Regions from separate parts of the Hordeum vulgare genome. Here region 1 is linked to region 2. Evidence: chromatin contacts called from public Hi-C data. All regions are on one chromosome and are shown on one strand. The core of a region is the stretch at or near the end of the contact, and the rest is flanking DNA. Distances in the headings are between cores, read along the strand shown. Region 1 has its middle 130 kb from the start of LOC123404596. Region 2 holds the start of LOC123404596 (auxin response factor 8-like).

The links. A called contact is a pair of places that touch in the nucleus more often than the background predicts.
Region 1: a contact with region 2 is called in a Hi-C map of seedling, with 2.5 times the contacts expected there. The contact joins the enhancer-like site here to the promoter of LOC123404596 in region 2. A contact is called at or near these places in 2 of 6 Hi-C or Micro-C datasets (leaf and seedling) and 1 of 1 datasets of contacts at active chromatin or transcription factors (embryo).

Annotation. Positions count from the first base shown.
Region 1 is chr6H:379,513,273-379,516,114 of MorexV3_pseudomolecules_assembly, forward strand. No RefSeq gene overlaps it. Among protein-coding and RNA genes, the nearest start is that of LOC123404596, 130 kb to the left of the region's middle. Within about 2 kb of position 1,424, at least 3 of the 3 cell types and tissues checked have open chromatin away from gene starts, as enhancers often do. A contact at or near this core is called in leaf and seedling, where this site is marked.
Region 2 is chr6H:379,380,507-379,383,266 of MorexV3_pseudomolecules_assembly, forward strand. LOC123404596 (auxin response factor 8-like) reads left to right here and starts at 1,490. Exons shown (of 3, transcript XM_045098534.1): 1 at 1,490-2,714. The coding sequence starts at 1,494.

The DNA of each region.
Region 1 (2,842 bases), core at 174-2,673, 130 kb after region 2:
AGAGAGATAGAATGGATAGAGGCAAGCAACGCCTAAGCCGAACCTAATCCAGTCGGATCTGAGCATCGAGCACTGCTTTGACGTTTCAACCCCAATCCATTCGGGGACTAATGATGGGGTCATAGTCCTAGGGTAGGGTCATAGGCCTGTCCTACAGGTTCTACCCAAGGACTACCCCACGCAAGGGACGGGACCTTAAGTATGCCCGACTGTAATAAGGTGCCCCCATCATCCAGTCGGTAACAGGCCCAGAATTATCCAGTCGGAGACTAAGACTCGGAGGACACCAGACCTACCGACTGGATACACTCGGTTCGTCGTAACCTCCCTGGAGGGAAACTGCCGTACGTTTCCGGGTGCATTAACTAGCATTTATAGCATACGTTACCTGTAACGCATTCATTCAATCGTCACTACTCCACCCTTGAATCAGAACCGTTGTGGAGGGCAGCGCACTCTATATAAGCCGCCCTCCCCCACTGGTAAAAGGGTTAGAAAAACATTGTACTCCATATTACACTCGGTAACCAGCTCCAAGAGCACTGAGACGTAGGGCTATTACCTCCACCGTAGAGGGGCCTGAACTCATACAACCTCGCCGTAGCTAGGACTCTGCCCATCTCATTCGTACCCTACACATCTACTGTCAGGCTTATACCCACGACACTAGGTATTCTTCCCTAGGGGACCACCCCTCCCTCCCACCTATGTATAGTGGATGTGAGAGAGGATTTTGGCACTCAAGCCATAGCGCAGCCCTCTCTCCCTCCACCACTTCGTGACACCCCGTAGCTAATACAGTACGGTACGACAAAGCCCTGCTGGAGTAGCTCCACCACCATTGCCGCCACGCCGTCGTGCTGTCGGAGAATTCAGCTACCTCTTCGTATCTCGTGCTGGATCAAGAAGGCGGAGATCGTCATCGAGCTGCACGTGTGCTGAACGCGGAGGTGCCGTCCGCTCGGCGCTAGATCGGGATGGAGTTCATGGGATGACTTGCGATTTGGATCGCGGAGACGTTCGACTACATCAACCGCGTTTCTTAACACTTCTCGCTTAGCGATCTACAAGGGTATGTGGATGCGATCTCCCCTCTCGTTGATTATCATCACCATGGATAGGTCTTCTGTGTGTGAAGCAAAATTTTATTTCCCATACAATGTTCTCCAACAGTACATGCATGGCCATGGCGTCGCCATCGCCATCTCTCGTTTTCGGTTTCACATGGCGTGCACAACCCCTGCGAAGAGATGGATGAGGTGCTGCACGACAAGCGTAGATGTGTGACATTGCCTGGTTAGCTCCTCCTGTGGGACCCAACTTTGCTCGCCACTTTCTTGTGGAACCCACGGGCCACCGGCTTCGATGGTTACATTATCGAGCTGTCACTGTGGGCTTCGTCACTAGCGTCTGGCACCGACTATGCGCTGTCCGATGAGCCCATAGGACCCCGGCGGCAGGACGGTCGTCGTTCTCGGGCGGTATAAGTCGGGCTCGGATGAAACGGACCTGTGGTACTGCCACGCCGGCGGCACGCCATCGCGGTGGGCCAGGTACATGTACAACCTGGGCGGCGTGCGGACCCCTTGGGGCAAATTCGCGAAGCATTTTGTGTCTTGCCTCATGGCATGCTACGACAAGTTTTACTGGTCGCTCAGGGAGGACGAGTACGACGTGCTCGATTTCTCACCGGAGCCGGCCTTGACAACTATGATGATGAAGAACACGATCGAGATCATCTTCCCGCCTGGAGGGAATTACGAGCGGGCGTGTGCCTAGTTGGACGTTGATGGTGAGGTACCCTTTTACAGGCTGGTGCCCGGCCAACGAGTTCAGGCTGCTGCCAAACATCATGTATTGGATACACCCCTATGCAGTGGCGGATCCAGAAAATTAGAACAAGGGAGGCAAGTATAGTTAAACCTTATTAGAGAGGGTCAATCCATCAAAAAACTCTATTTTGACACACAAAAATAACTATTACTATTCATCCTAGGATTAAATCACTAATGTTAGGGGGGCCAGGGTCCTGGCTGGCACCCCGTGTCTCCACCACTGCCCCTAGGGCGGTCGCATGTACGTGTACGAAGTTGGATGCAACACGTAGGAAGTATGCGAGGCTCAATACCAAGGGGATAGACACATGAGTACTACTAACCGTGCCAGCAAAATTCATATGCGGAATACAAAATCATCAGGGAAGCCACAAATAGAGCGTCCATCCGTGCGACGGTGCCCATACGAGTCGTATTGTCCGGTGAACAGGCTTGTAAGCCACCACTAGCGTTCGTGCTCAGCCGACATAAAATACCAGGTGCTCAGCCCACCCTATCTATTTTCAGTACATTTTAATTTATTTGACAACAATTACTCTCGTTGCAATATATTTCACGCATGGCAATTATTCATGATCAAATTAGCATTATACAGAGCTCGTTTCGTAATCATACGCCAACATCCATCTATATCGCGTTACTTAATGGACTTGCATGCAAGCCACCGCCCCTTTGGCTCGCACGTCCGCACCGGCTTACAACACTGCGTACGACTCACGCGACTTCACCGACCTCCAACGTTGCGGCCAGCTCTATTGTCCGTGCTCACATATGCACCGGCTCACAATGCCGCGTGCGACCCGTGCGTCCGTGCTGGCCTCCAATGTCGCGGTGGGTTCTACCGCGTCCGCCCCTGCGGTCCAATCTACATCAACCCCGTGGCCGACTTGCTCGTCCGGATCGGCTTGCAACGTTGCGGTCGACCCTTTCGTTCACACGGGCCTCGAACACCTCGACGATACTGGCTTCCAACGCCGTGGCTGACCCCCACATCCACATCAACACGC
Region 2 (2,760 bases), core at 240-2,739:
GTCGGCACGAGGATGATCCGCAGGATCCCATTGACAGCGCTCCTGTAGCACGACAACGACATCTCAAGGGCGCGAATTGAGGCGTCTCTTCACTACCTCCACTACCCACGTCACCGCTGATTCCGCTACCCCTGCGCGCTCCATCAATTCAAAAAATCACGGAGAAACCGCCTTGCTCATAGCCCGAATGGATTCTGTATCCGCAGCGCATAATGAGGGGATCCCAATACCCTGCCACTAGTCCTTCCGTGGGATCCCAAGCATTCGAACAACACAAGAAGGTAATCAGATCACCCGTACCGTAGCACGAGTGGGACGTGTCCTACCTCGCCGATTGGACAATCGGAGCCCCAAGCTTCCGATCATCCGAATCATTAAATCTATCTTCCCGAAAGGTATTCAATTATTACTGATCGGAAGCATGCCGACATGCTCCAACACTCAGAATCTTTCGCTCTTGAACCCGGAGTGGTTTACTCAGAGCCCGAGTGATGTAGCCTCGAGCTACAACCTCGGCGTCCATGAGACATCGAGGGCTCCAAAGAGTGCCTTCTACTCGGCCATAAAAACCTCAACTGATTCGGTGACTACTAACGGGGTTGTACATTAGGGGTAGTCCTACGGACCTGCATCTCTAGGCCTGCCTAAAACCCTACATGGACATTCACGTCCCAAAAGCCACCGGTGCAATCATGACCTTACTCGGGCGATCATATCTTCACTCGGCTAGCACAAGGTCACTCGGATAGTTTCGTGTCAGTCGGATGTATGCCGACACTCGGACTACAGCAAGGCGTGGACAACGAAGGGACTGCAACGGCTACAGAGTTAAACTATCACATGAAGTGCAGTGAAGACATGCGTTACGAGTTACATTGGAGTTCGAGCTGCCGTTTCTAGTAACTTTTCATAGTTATTAGCATTAACTCACCCTTGTAATGAGGCTCGGCCGGTCGTGGCGCATTCTATATAAGCCACCCCGATCTCCTGACTGAGGGTTCAACATCATGTACTATCACATACCCCATAAGAAATCATCATCCGCACGGCTCGATATGTAGGGTTGTTACCACTCCAGAATGAGGCCCGAACTCGTACATCCGAGTGTATTCACTGCGCCATAGCTAGGTTTCGCCTCTCATTCGTATCCCTGCTATTGTCACGATCATTTTCATGACCCCGACAGGCCGCTGGTTTTGTTACCGATGTGAAGCTTAGGTCTTGACCATTTTGTATGCTGACCAATTACCCTACCCAAATGAACAAAATCGAGGATCGTGAGTTGGAGTTAGTGTAACATCATCCTAGCAACACACCAGGCGGTTTGTCCACGATGGTCTTGCCCGCACCAGTACGGTGCAGTGCTAACACACACTGAAACTCACACTTGTGCGGGCGTGCTTGTAGCCACTGGTCCCGCGCCCTGCTTCCTAGCAATGCGCCATCCGACTATATCCACGAACCGGTCGAGCCACTCTGTCTCCCACTCGCTGATGAATGGGACTCGTAAGCCGTTCGTTGTGAGAGTTACAGCAGGAACGGCACCACTCGTTCGTTGCTCGCCTCCGCTTCTACCTCCGATTCCCACCCATCGCGCCACCAGTCCATCGCCACTCCCAGAAAACCCTCCACCTCGCTCGGCCGTTGGTGCTCTCCCGATGATCACGTTCGCGGACCTGACGGAGCCGCCGCCGGGCGCCGAGCGGCGCGTTGACCGGCAGCTGTGGCTGGCGTGCGCGGGCGGCATGTGCACCGTGCCGCCGGTGGGCTGCAGCGTCTACTACTTCCCGCAAGGCCACGCCGAGCACGCGCTTGGCCTAGACGCTGGGGCCGATCTCTCCGCGGCGCGCGTCCCAGCGCTCGTGCCCTGCCGCGTCGCTGCCGTACTGTACATGGCCGACACACACACCGACGAGGTCTTCGCAAGGATCCTCCTCGCCCCACTTGGCGACACGGACGCGGATGGCAATGTCCAGGATGATGCCGCGGTGGCGGCTGACGGCGAGCAGGAGAAGCCGGCGTCGTTCGCCAAGACTCTGACGCAGTCCGACGCCAACAACGGCGGGGGTTTCTCGGTACCGAGGTACTGCGCCGAGACCATCTTCCCGCGGCTGGACTACGCCGCCGACCCGCCCGTGCAGACCGTCATTGCCAAGGACGTGCATGGGACTGCGTGGAAGTTCCGCCACATCTACCGGGGCACCCCGCGCCGGCACCTGCTCACCACGGGCTGGAGCGCGTTCGTGAACCGGAAGAAGCTCGTGGCCGGCGACTCCATCGTGTTCCTACGCGGCGACGGCGGGGACCTCCACGTGGGCATCCGGCGCGCCAAGCGCGGGTTCCGCGGTGCGGAGGAGGGATCCTTGTCTTTAACCGGTTGGGGCCGGTACTATTCAGGTCCGATGCGAGGCAATGCGAGCCCGTGCACTCGGGGCAAGGTGCGCGCCGAGGACGTGGTCGAGGCGGCGAGGCTGGCGGGCAGTGGACAGCCGTTCGAGGTCGTGTACTTCCCGCGCGCCAGCACACCGGAGTTCTGCGTGCGCGCCGCAGCAGTGCGAGCGGCGATGCGGGTGCAGTGGTGCCCCGGGATGCGGTTCAAGATGGCATTCGAGACCGAGGACTCGTCCCGCATCAGCTGGTTCATGGGCACCGTCGCCGGCGTCCAGGTCGCCCACCCCACCCGTTGGCCGCAGTCGCCGTGGAGGCTTCTTCAGGTACGGCCGGCACTAAAGCACGACAAACAAATCATTCAGTTTGCTT